3 separate regions of the Mus musculus genome follow, and all the other regions are linked to region 3. A link is a contact called in public Hi-C data. All regions are on one chromosome and are shown on one strand. Each heading gives the region's core, a stretch centred on a gene start, on an enhancer-like site or on the middle of the called end of the contact. The rest is flanking DNA. Distances are from core to core; before and after follow the strand shown.

Region 1 (4,129 bases), core at 184-2,683, 180 kb after region 3:
CTATCTTTTAAAGAACACTTTTAATATAACTAAGTAGCCTTCTGAGTGGGCCAAACCATTCCAGAGTAAAATAGTGAGGCTTTTAAACAATGTGAAGATCCTTCTAAAGTTTGAATAAATGTTCAACCATCCTTATGTGAGCGGATCATAAAGAAAATGGAAAGACTATATCAAGCTAGCTAAATGCATCCCACATTCATGGTTTACTCACTAAAATGTTGTTCATGGCTTTCTTACTGATTCTTACAGAACGTGCATATGTCTTTTTAATTTTCCCCTTTTATGTTTCCCAAGTTCACAATTCACATAAAATATCCATTGAAGCAGACAGAAAAGTGAAACGAATGTTTCAAAGCTCTTTGGGGATTTAAGTAGGTTTTTACAATAAAGCTTTGATTACTCAGAAAGGACAGGAGTGCTTAATGACGAGAAGGAGGAGGTTTCCAAAGTGTCAGAGGAGACTCTGATGCAATGGGTTTTCAACCTTGTTGAATACCAAGCCAGAAAGCAGCCAGATGCCACAGGATAGGGCCACAGTCGGGGGGGGGGGGGGGGGGGGGGAGGGGAGCAATCAGAGGAGACGTGCAAAGGTTGTGGTTTCCTGAAATTTAATATGACACAGAGAGTCCCACAGGACTTGCTTCATTATATTATTGTGCAATTTGGACTCAAACAGAGTGAGGCAAACCCACAAGTTAAAGGGTTTTCAAAGTGGCTTAAAACTCACTCTGAAATCAGGACAGAGCACCCTTCCGGTCAGTGTGACTGCAACATTGATCAACAAACACAGAGGGACACAGCACATGGTTGGCTAACAAATGTTATCCAGGTGAAGGTGGGCTTGGCACATACTGCTTTGAAAAGCACTTTTCTCCTTGGATTGGAAACCTGATGGCTGTGTTATGTGATTTGGAGTTTTCTGAGGCCCCCAGTGAAAGATTTATAAAGGCTGTAGGAGACAACATTGGGATATTTGAGCACTTTTTAAGAAAGATCAAAGGTATTGATTTTTTTATTTCCTTATTTTGTCTTCTTATTTAAGAGTTAGCTAGCTGCCCCAAGCATATAGCCTCATCTGGCAGAAGACCCACTGAGAGAGATTTTTTTTTTCATCTCAATTTTCATCTTCTTGGTCTCTTGATGGCTTGATTTCATATCATTTCACAATGCAGGGATTAAGCTGACTGGCTATAAATCTGTGGAGTGTGGATGGGCTGTATAGAAAGAGCAAGAATGGATGAGAGACAACTGTAAATATTTCAAAATGTGTTTCATGGGATCCAAAGTTGGACAGCCTCTCCTTACACTGAGGATAAATGCCATCCAGACATGCTCATTCAGTCCCCTCCCCTTGGTCTGAACCATGAATACCACCATAGAACGTTCAGGCAATGGCCTAAGAGTCATTCACCTACTATAGTGTCATGTGACTTCATGTAACTCCCCGAGAGGTCACTCTCTGGACTGGTACATCAGCTCTTCCCTTTAAAAGTCAGTGCATCGCTAGAGCAGCTGCTGCTTCTGACATCGTTAGCATCGGTTGTCAAGGTGATACACTTGGGAAGAGGGAACCTCAACTGAGAAGCTGACCTTGTGCTGGTTTCATGAGAAATGGCCCCCACAGCCTCAGATATTTGAACACTTGGTCTCTAGTTGTTAGTCCTGTTTGTGCAGCTTTAAGAGGTGCATCTTGCTGAAGGAAACATGTCCCTGGAGGATAGGCTTTGAGAGCTTACAGACAGCACCACTCCAACATCTCTCTCTCTCTCTCTCTCTCTCTCTCTCTCTCCATCTCTCCCTCTCTCTCCTTCCTAGAGTAAGCTCCCTGCTTTTACTAGCATGTTTACCACTTGCTGCCTGGCCATGATGGATTCTTAAAACTCTGGAATCCAGAGACCAAAATAGACTCTTTCTTCCTTAAGTAGCCCTGACCATGGCAGTTTATCCCAGCAACAGAAAAGAAGCTAAGACAGGCGTCCATCAACTGGCCTGTGGAGGTGTCTGTGGGTTCTTCCTTGACTGCTGATTGATATGGCAGGGTGCAGCCCTCTGTGGTTCACACTATCCCTGGGCAGGTGGGTCTGGGCTGTATAAGAAAGGTAGTTGAGTAGCCAGGAAAAGTCAGTAAACAGCGTTCTTCCATGGTCTCTGCGCCAGTTCTTCCCTCCAGACTCCTGCCTTGAGTTCTGTCCCGACTCCCCTCAATGGTGAAGTATAAAATGAAATAAACCCTTTCCTTCCAAGTTGTTTTGGTCATGAGGTTTGTTACCGCAACAGAAACTAAACTAGAACCAATACCTTTCCCATAATTATTCACGTATTTATGCATTCATTCAGAAGAGTATATATTTTAAAACATATACCATGTTTAAGGTCTTAAGGAATTTAGCATTGAACACAGCAAAGTCCTTGAAGTCCACTATTTCATAGTGTTTATATATTGAGGAAGAACTACTTACTATTAGACTAGAATATCATAAAATCATACTATGGTTATTGAAGGAATTCTGGACAAGGCTGCGACCACGGCTTGCCATAAGCTCCTTGGGCTGAAGGAAACTAATGCTTACTAGTAAACAACTGCTATGAGCCAGGCACTGTGAAGATACCACTGCCTCCTCAGTGGGCAGGAAGTTGAGCTGGCTATGTTCCATGGTGTCTGGTAGAGCATAAACTTGTACGCAGTTGGATACTGATGAAATGATAGGTTGTCATTAAATTTCTTCCCAGAGATCACTCAAGCTATAGCAAAAGAGTGAGAAAGGGAGGGGGGAGAGGAGAAAGATGGGAGAGACAGAAAAAGATAGAAGGGAAGGAAGAAAGGAAGGAAGGAAGGAAGGAAGGAAGGAAGGAAGGAAGGAAGGAAGGAAGGAGGGAGGGAGGGAGGGAGGGAGAGAGAGAGGCAGAGAGAAAAAGGAAGAGACTCACTGAAGGTGTTTTGAAATATCTTGGATTTTTGTGCAGAGGGAAGTTTTTATTATATCATTTAACATGGTAAAAATGGAGATTTAGGTTCAAGATCCATTCTTCCATTGCCATAATTTCAAATGATCAGTTCACCCCTCCCATTATTGTTGTAAAGACTTTATTTATACCTCTGTGAGCATGTATATGTTTGTGTATGAGTGTGTTCAGGTCCATGTCTGTACACGTGTGTGGAGGAGGCCGGAGATTGACATCGCCTACCTTTCTCATTCACTTATTGAGTCAGCTTTTCATCCAAACCTGGAACTCACCAACTCAGCAAGCCAGCTGGCCAGCAGCTCAGGGAAAGCTTTTATCTCCACCTCTCTAGCACAGGGATTTGTGCATGAATGCACCTCCCCACCAGGCATTTTACAGGGATGTAGTGGCTCAAACTCTGATCCTCACGAGTTTGTAGCAAGCACTCTATCAACTGAATCATCTCCAAGGCTTTTCTTTACTCTATTTGACAAATATCTAAGATGTCCTGTGGTATACCAGGCACCATCCTTACGACAGAGGATCATCGCGATAAGAGTCACTGTCCCTAGGAGTTCCTTATTCCCAGCCCTCTTCCTTCTACCCTCTTCTCTCTCTGGAAGACAGAATTCAGGAATTCAGATAGTGATCAGTCCTGTTATTCGTGGGTGGCTGATAAGGTTCAGTCTTGATAAAAGACTCTCTGGCTATCTCCAGACTCTTCTGGACAATGTAAGGAAAGACCAAGAACTGCTCCTAATCTTCCCTTATCAGATGGACAGCAGAAGTGAAATGTTCAGCATTCGGCCAAACCTGATGCCTACACAGGCATCCTGGGCAAGGATTCCAGATGCAGGATAAGCCAAGAGAACATTACATTGTTGTGTTTAAGAGGCTCCTGATAAATACATTCCAAATTGATTTAGAGCCTTAAGTAAAGCCCCTTTAAGTGTAAACACACTAAACATTTCAAAAATCAGTAAAGGACCATTGAAACAGCTTAGTAGGTGAAGTGCTTACCACAAGCCTGGCCACCTATGAATTTTCTCTGAGTCTATGACATCTATAGAAGGGACTATGAGAGGAGCAAAGCCATTCATAATGGCTTCTTAAGCTGATGGCCAGCAGGTGTGTGTGTGTGTGTGTGTGTGTGTGTGTGTGTGTGTGTGTGTGTATTTTTATCTTG
Region 2 (4,161 bases), core at 243-2,742, 240 kb after region 3:
GTAACTGAAGGAAATAAGGGAGATAAATCGGGATATAAAAAAAGAATCCAATAAAAAGAGCTACCAAAGAAAACCCAGTCTGAAATGAAGCTGGAAATGAAAGTTTTAAGTGGTCTAATCAAAAGCTCAGTAGAAAGTCTCCTGCAACATGAGCAAGGAAGAACTTCAGGGCTTGAAGCCAAAGACAAGGGGTCAGATCACTTAATAAAAGAAAATAATAATTCTTTGAAAATATAAGAACAGAATGAACAGCACTCTTGGGACATGATGAAAACACCAAATCTACAAATTACAAGCCTGGAAGAAGGAAACAAATTCTAAGCTGAAAGCATAGAAAAGTACACAATAAAATCATAGAAGAAAATTTCCCGAATCGTGAGAAGGAGATGCCCACAGAGGTATAAGATGCAAATGGACAGGACCAGAAAGCACATTCTGCATGACATATTATGGTTAAAACAATAGCTATACAAAACAAAAAGGAGTTATTGAAAGCTGAAAGAAGCACTTGTCACATGTGAAAGCAGACACATTGTAATGACAGCTGATCATTTGATATAAACTATTAAAGCCAGATTGGGTCACAGCAGCATTTTGCTATAAGCAGCAGTAACTGCAGAGGCTCATAAGAATGCAGAAAACAAGTACTTGCTGAATGCTCATTCCTAAGTGGGACATCTGTATCACCCCCTCCAAGGCTCAAGAAACACCATAGAAGAGGGGCTGAAAACCACTAGAGCTACAGAAAGGAGGGAGTGTTGTGGAATAATGCCCTCCAGGTACAGCATGGGCACTGAACTCACGGCAGACAGCTCTGTGTACCCGCATGAAACTCTCACAGAGTTAGATCCATGAACATTCTGTCATGGAGGAAGAAGGGCTCACAAAGCCCCACCGTTCCTTGAGGTCCTATAAACAACTCAGTTAACAGTTGCTGGGGGAAAGAAATAAATTTCCTTCAATGGGATAGACACTGACAGGCTTAAACTCCTATAAATAACGCTTCATGCATGCTCCTAAGAGCAGCTACGATGAAATTCACTGGGTCACCAAAAAAGACCCAAGAGGCAGGAGGAGATGAGAAGTAGGTAGGGAATTAGACAGATTAACAGGAGTGAATATGATCAAAAGACATTTCATACCTGTACGAGGGTGGCATAATGAATCATTACTATATACAACTCGTACGAAACAGAAAGAAAGAACATAAAATTGATTTCTAAACATAAAAAATAATGGTGAGGTAAATAGACTAAAATGGAAATATTAATAATAAAGTCCTGGGTTCACTATCAAGCATCAGAAAAAGGGGAGAAGGAGCCAATAGCAAATTGAACACTGTGAGGGAAGATGTTCCAGTTTGTAAGGAGCTTGCGCCCTGCTGGGCAGCCAGGGGACCTTTTAGAGGAGTTTGCCCTCTGCAAGGTCTTGAGGTCACTGCGGGTGCTGCCTTTTTAAGGAAGTGAGATTAGTTCTCCAGAGAGGGTTGTTGCAAAAGGGGCAAGCCTGGCTCTCCCCTTTCCTGTATGAGGATGTAACCTCTCCCACCCACATGCACTCCCCATCATCATGCCGCCTGATGTTGGATCTTCATCAGAGGAGGCTCAGAAGGGCTGCCTCCTAGAGACACGTGATCAGATCTGGAGGGACTCAGAAAAAATGCACAGCATAACTAAATTCACAACTATTTTTTTTACTAGTTGTAACTTATACAGATATAGCAATTTTTAAAGGTCTGTTCATTATTTTCTTTCCTTCCTACTCAACTTAAAACTCAATCAGGAGAAAAATCTGTATAATTTAAAAATTAACAAATGAATACTTCTTTAATGGCTCTCAACCAGAGCCAAGGGATAACTCAGTTAGTAAAATGTTTGTTGTCCAAGCGTGAGAACCTGAGTCTGGTCCCTAGACTCACTCTGAAAGCCAGACATGATGCGGTTTTACACACTTGCAATCCAGTGCTGAGAAGGTGGACACTGGAAGATGCCTGAGCCTCAATACCCAATCAGCATCCCTGGGGAGTCCTAGGACAGTGAGAGAGCCGGCCTCGGAAACAGAGGTGATGGCTTGGAATAGCGCTAAGCGCTAGAGTGTTTACCTAGCATGTGCGAGTCCCTAACTCAATTCCTAGCACTGCAAGAAAAAAAGAAGGGTGAAGCCAGTGGTTGGTCAAGCAAGTTAAGTGACCTGCTGCCTAAGCCTGTCAACTAAGTTAGAGTTTGACCCCTAAAATGCACATGGCAGAAGAGATTCATGAAAGTTGCCCTCCATATGTTCACTGTGGTATGCATATCTACCACTGCACACATAAATGAATAAATGAGTAGATGTGAAAAAAAATTAAAGATGTCCAGAGCCTGAGGAATAACACGTGGAGTTGTCCTCTCCCTTGCATAAGCACGCTCTCTCTCTCTCTCTCTCTCTCTCTCTCTCTCTCTCACACACACACACACACACACACACACACACACACACACACACCCCTGAACACAAACACAAACATGCACACATAAAAGCCTTAACCAGCTCCTTAGCCATTATTTCCTTCCCAGCATCTAATATTCTAAATTACATTAGTCTTGTAAGCCACATACAATTGAACACAGAAATAACTGAACACTGGGCCAAAGGCCCAAAGCACAGCCTGGACCAAAACCCATGGAAACTGATGAGACGCTGGGATACAGTCCTTTTGCTTTGTGGGAACCACTTGGTTCTGTTCCAGCACACCTGATAGATAATTTGACAATTGCAAAGGAAAACGTGGGGCTGTTGATAAGGGAAGCTAAGTCAGAAACTAAAAGGAAAGTCTAAGAGAAATGTAAGGGAGGCTAAAATAAACTGTATGGTGGATTCAGTTCCAGTCACTACAGAGTGTGCCTGGGAAACTGGGGTGTGGGGGCTGGAAAAAAATAATCCCGTTGATTGAGGGTGGCAAACTTGTTCATTGAAAAATGTTACAAAGAATTTTCTGGAACAACAACAACAACAACAAAAAAAAAGATGGCATGGTTGGTAAACAGCTTGTTATGCAGTTATGAAGACCCAAGTTCTTTCCCAGAACCCAGGATGTGACTCTACACACTTGTAATTCCACTGCTGGGAAGCCAGAGATGGAGGATCCCTGGGGCTTGCTGGCCAGTCAACGTAGCCCGGTCAGTCAGCGTAGCCCGGTCAGTCAGCGTACCCAGTCAGTGAGCCCTGGGTCCAAGTGAAGCTTCGTCTCCAAAGACAAGGTGGATGACTGCTGAGGAATGACACCAAGGTTTGACCTCTGGTCTAGACAGACAGATAGACAGAGAAGAGCTCGCGCACACACACACACAATTTTTAAATACTGCTTTCTCTTCTAACTTAAAGCAGATAAACGTATAACCTGTATTCAGAGTTCACATTACCTGGAGCTGTTTCTCCTTCGCAGACACCCTCCCGTGCCCTCTCCTCCTCACAGTGGACATGCTATCAAGTGGGACTCTGGTCATGTGGCTTTTCCCTGCATCCACTGTGGATGTCTTTACACTGATCCCATCCTAGCTAGGTTCAAAGGGCTGCAGCCCATCCTGCTGTGTGTGTCAAATCCTGCAAGTGCTTTTTAGCTATAATTCTAGGCTGAGGTTCAGTTCTGATCTGCACCCCTGGAGTTAGCACTAGACTCTAGAGCTGAGAACACTCTCTCTAACAAGCTTGCCCTCACTTCAGACACCAGTCTCAATTCAGGGATCCTCAAGCCGTGGCAATTCTCACCAGCTCAAGTTATGACCCAAAGCAGTGTACAGAACTCACGAAAGCAACATATTTATAATTGATATTCGATTTCAAAGATACTAGTTAGAACCAATCAAACAGAAAGATACATATGGAGAGGTCTAGGAGGGTCCAGGAGACATGTACATTGTCCCCAGAGACTCAGAGGTATCAACTGTCCCAGGTAACCAGCATGATCGCATCCTGGAAGCTACCCTGAGCTCAGCGCTCAGAGTTTATTATACGGGGGAGTTAGTGTGAAGACATGACTAATGGAGTTGAACTCAACCTACAACTTTCTCCTTCTGTCCCCAGAGGTTCAGAAGGTGAGATGATATATGGCTCAAAACCCCACCCTCTAATCACATGAATAGTATTGGCATGGCCTCCATCAGTCCTGAATCATCTCATGAC
Region 3 (4,348 bases), core at 1,068-3,567:
TTTCTTTCCAGACACGGGATAAGTCGTTTTACTGTCTTCGTTAGTTGTTCTGGATGAGGTTGATCCAAGGAGGTGGGGAAACGCCCTTAAGGGTACACATCCCTTGGCAGCCTTGAACATGAGACCCTGGTGAGAGCTTAGTTCAGAGCCTTGAACCATTTCATTTTTCTGAGTTTTCTACGTGCAAAGTGAGCTGGCACCAGGGTTCTGGAAAACTGCTGAGACAAAGCTGGGATCCTGAATGGAAAGAGCTCAGCAGATCTTTTTCTCTTCCCTTCCTGTGAAAGAGGAGGCCAGGCCACCAGCAAAAACCACTAATGCTCTAAAACACATCTTTTTTTTTTTTTTTTCCTGAATATAGCTGCAAATGTTTGCATAGATGTGCACAAAACTGAGTGGGTATGCTTTGGAAAGGTCTGATTCAGGACTTGGCAGTATTCTAAAGATCTCTTCAGAGAACGTTGGAAAACCTACAGCAAGCAAGTAGACATCACACAGGAACTGAAAGTGGGGTTCACAGAGGTGTTTGGACATCATGCAGCGGAAGCCTGTCTCACACAGGAATAGGCCATAGATGGGAACAATGAGTCTCTGTTTTCAAACAAGTCACCCAAATGAAGATGGCAAACGAAGGTATTCAGCACATTGTCACCTTGGAACTAATTGCCTCTCATACTGGCGACTTGGCAGACATCCTCCTGGACAGGCATACTGCAGAAGTCTAAGTTTTTAAAGAAATGAATATGAGATATGGGGTTGTTCAAACAACCAAAACAGGCAGTGTGATGGGCAGAAGTATACATGTTCCTCCTTCATGTTCTCTGTCAGGCATGGGTTCGCCACATGGGACACAGGGCTCTTCCTCTGCAGAGAGGCAAGAAACATAGATTACGGAAGCCTTCGAGGACAGAAGGAGCTACAGAAGCAGAAAATAGCTAAGAAAAAAAAAATTCCCTAACTCACCCACAAGACAGGAAGGAAGCGTTTTCTGATAAGGAAGAGGCCAATACGTTGGTGGGAAAATACACCAGCAACTTATCCTTATTCCCAAGGGCCAGGGAAATACAGACATTGCATGCAAGAGGGAAATGGTAGTGTGAGATTTATGAGCATGAACCTGAGGTTGCTAGTCATTTGTGTTTGCAGCAACATACTCAGAGCCGTTGTTTACTGCAGGAAGATTTAATAAACCAAAAATTTCTTTTGTTTTCTATATCATTCATAGACAAGATCTTCTTTAAATAGGATACTAGATTGCATGCATGAAGTTAAGCAAAGATGGAGAGGGGAAAATCACACTAAAATAAAATAGTGGGGTGTCAACCCACAGGAACACTAGGAAACTCCCATAGCAGCAAAGATAATTTGCTGTGAGATCATTTGGAGTGAGATGGAGTGACCCAAATCTCTGTGGCTAGGAGTAGAGATTTTGTGCAGGGGCAAAGTTCACCAGAAGACAGTTGCCCAGGACTGAGAGGAAGAAAGATAAGAGGCTGAAGGGACAGAAGAGTTGTGAATATAATTAAGATATCTTTGAGTAGGGCTAAGTTCTGGTTTTGGACTTGACTTAGATAAAATGCAGAGGAGGGAAGGGAGTTCTCTGTTTTTATGCAGAGTTACAAAGTGGGTGGATGGGATGATTTCAAAAGCAAAGGTTTTGAAAGAATATAAGAAAGGAAGTTGCGGGAGCAGAAGGGGAAGTGATTAAAGCATTTCATAAGAATTGCAGAAGACCAGAGATCAAAATACTGCTTTGTGTTCTGGCTGTCACAATCTGACAGAGGTAGGGAGTTAGACGGAAGGATGAAGGGGTGGGAGTCTTGGGCACGTCCTTCTTTCTGGTCTACTGAATCAGCAATCATTTCTTCAGACCAAAGAAGCTGGGGAACCAGCTCGATGGAGGCCTGTGTGAAGAAAGACTTGGTTTCTGATGTTAAAAGTGGATTTTTTGACAAAGTTGAAGGCAAAGAGTGTAACTAGGAAAAGAGAGAAAGCATCAAAAAGTACTCTATCTTTTATTTAAAGCCTGGTATGGAAAGAGAAGATGTAAGTACTTTGGAGTTGTCAAACTTTCCACTCTTGCTCTATTTTGATCCAGTTGTTACCCAAAGAGGTTCTAGATGGGGCTATTATCAATAATGTGATATTAATACAACTTAGGAACTAGGCAGTACAACTCTATGGGAAGTTAGAGTCATGGGTTTAAGGAAAACAAAAATATCTCTATGTCCTGGTAGCACACCTAGTCAACTGCAACAAGAGTCCTGAGTTTTACCATAAACTATCTGTTGTCAAGGACTAAAATCCAAAGGACTTGACTTATCACACCAGTTAATCATTAGCCTCTGTCCTCTGGACTTCCTAGTTCTTTGTGTCCACTCCTCCCACCCCCACCCCATATCATCAACTGGAAGGCTTTCCAGGGGCTTTCTCTTTGACCTGGCTCATCTAGAATTCCACACATATGGTCAAATTAATCAATCAGATTCACCCCAGCTCTAGACCTAATTTACCCATGGGGTGGGACCAGATTGACCCACTCCTGGGAAGCAGAAGTCTGCTACCTGACAATGAGTGTTCCAGGCTCTGCCATATTGCAGGAAGCTGTCACCCTGCTGCTCAATAAAAACCTTGCCTTCTCAGCCTCCTGCCATTCCTCCCCATCCTGAGGCAGTGAACTCAATTCGGAGGCTTAGCATGACAATGCTAATATTCTTTTCCTTCTATTCCTCTTCCTCCTCCTCTTCTCTTCTCTTTTCTTCCTCTTCTCTTAAAAGAGAAAGGACTCACTCGAGTCGTAGCTTAGGCTGACCTGTAACAGTATGTAGCCCGGTCTGTCCTTAAATCCCAGGGAAGCCTGTTCATGCCTCAGTTTCTCCATCCACTGGGATTATTGGCATGCACCACCATGTCGGGCAAAGAGTGAAGACTCTTAAACTGTTGTTCTTTTTTGGTAATCCAGGCAGGATTCCACTTCCCATGTGGAGCAGGAATCTTAAAGGGCTGAATTTAGAGGCCAAAGTCAAAAGGGATGCATTTGGGAATAATGGTGTCAGAGAAATAGTGACTGTTGTGTGTTATCTACACACACACACTCTACCTAGCGAATAACCCCAGTTTGCTTGGATCCAACAACGAGATAGCACAAGCCCTGTTTATAACTCAAGAAAATTAGACTTAACAGCATCAAGTAATTCCTTGCTATATAGCCAGTGGTGAGGAAGCTGGAAACTCTTAGTTCTCCTGCCCAATTCCGAATACATATCTTCCAACCATATGCCTCCCCTTCCCATATTACATTTTGATCATCTTTGAAACCTTGCTTATTATTGAGTAAGTACCTCACCCAAATCAAATGTAAGACAAAATTGTATTTCAGCTTTATTTTTGGCTTCTCTGCTTTTCCATAGTGCCCACGTACCCATGGCCCACTTTGATCTGAAGAAACAATGAAGTTGAATATAAATCGCAGTCTGATCTGTTTCGAGTTCTCCGGTCTATTCTGCCATCCCAGTGCCCTTTCATCAGGTTTGAAGAAGGTGAGGATTCAAGAAAATGACTCTCACTGAGTTCCCCTTCCTTTTAAATTACTCTAAAAATTTATTTGCTCATGTCCTGTGGTCAGTGACAAAGTACCCCTTTCTGCCCATTCCTGGATATGATATCAAAATCGAAGCATCCCATGATAAGCAGACTTTGAAAAATCAGAAGCATGAATATTTTGAAAGTCAATAAAACCTCCAGGCTACTCATGAAAAATAGCTCAGCTTTGCACGTGTGACTCGAGCTGACTTTTAGTCCTTTTCGTGAAAGCGACTTTCTGCTTTCCTGACTTTGATCCCATCGTGTCAGGGTCCCCAGACTTTACTCAGAAGTCACATGACAGCCTTGTCATAAAGCCAGCCATGCCATGCTCCGCATCCATCTGGCAGTTCTGAAAGGTTTTAGGCAATTTCGTGTTTTATTCTCAAGACCGTGGGGATCTGAGAATGGGAGAAGAAAAATCTCTATGATATAGTTTTGCTTTTTTATTTTAATTTTTATTCTTCCTGTGCTGGGGACTGAACACAGGGACTTGTGCTTACTAGGCAAGAATTCTGCAGCTGAGCCACACACATACAGACACACTCACACACACCCACACACAGACCCACTCACACAACAACACACACACATATACATACATACACACACAGACACATTCACACACACCAACACACACATATACACATACTCACAAACACATACACACATGCTCACATACACACAGACACACATATACACACAGGCACACTCACACACACCAACATACACACATAGTCACATACTCATACACACACAGACACAC

What was found. Hi-C and Micro-C count contacts between places; a contact is called where the count stands out from the background.
Region 1: a Hi-C map of erythroblasts shows a contact between it and region 3, with 4 times the contacts expected there. The contact joins two enhancer-like sites. A contact is called at or near these places in 6 of 484 Hi-C or Micro-C datasets (bone marrow-derived macrophages, erythroblasts, granulocyte-monocyte progenitors and 3 more) and 3 of 115 datasets of contacts at active chromatin or transcription factors (embryonic stem cells, liver and pancreatic cancer cells).
Region 2: a contact with region 3 is called in a Hi-C map of bone marrow-derived macrophages, with 28 read pairs. The contact joins two enhancer-like sites. A contact is called at or near these places in 1 of 15 datasets of contacts at CTCF or cohesin (the NIH/3T3 cell line), 7 of 484 Hi-C or Micro-C datasets (bone marrow-derived dendritic cells, bone marrow-derived macrophages, erythroblasts and 3 more) and 3 of 115 datasets of contacts at active chromatin or transcription factors (embryonic stem cells, microglia and neural progenitor cells).

What each region holds. Positions count from the first base shown.
Region 1 is chr1:71,912,003-71,916,131 of GRCm38.p6, forward strand. No RefSeq gene overlaps it. Among named protein-coding and RNA genes, the nearest start is that of Gm28818, 15 kb to the left of the region's middle. Within about 2 kb of position 1,434, at least 42 of the 459 cell types and tissues checked have an H3K27ac peak or open chromatin away from gene starts, as enhancers often do. A contact at or near this core is called in erythroblasts and liver, where this site is marked.
Region 2 is chr1:71,973,444-71,977,604 of GRCm38.p6, forward strand. All of the region lies in intron 1 of 4933417E11Rik (RIKEN cDNA 4933417E11 gene), which reads right to left. Among named protein-coding and RNA genes, the nearest start is that of 4933417E11Rik, 30 kb to the right of the region's middle. Within about 2 kb of position 1,493, at least 30 of the 459 cell types and tissues checked have an H3K27ac peak or open chromatin away from gene starts, as enhancers often do. A contact at or near this core is called in bone marrow-derived macrophages and erythroblasts, where this site is marked.
Region 3 is chr1:71,729,469-71,733,816 of GRCm38.p6, forward strand. Gm39660 (a long non-coding RNA gene) reads right to left here. Exons shown (of 3, transcript XR_001778956.2): 3 at 1-864. Gm30160 (a long non-coding RNA gene) reads left to right here. Exons shown (of 4, transcript XR_003947861.1): 2 at 3,411-3,539. Among named protein-coding and RNA genes, the nearest start is that of Gm30160, 3.2 kb to the left of the region's middle. Within about 2 kb of position 2,318, at least 37 of the 459 cell types and tissues checked have an H3K27ac peak or open chromatin away from gene starts, as enhancers often do. A contact at or near this core is called in bone marrow-derived macrophages, erythroblasts and liver, where this site is marked.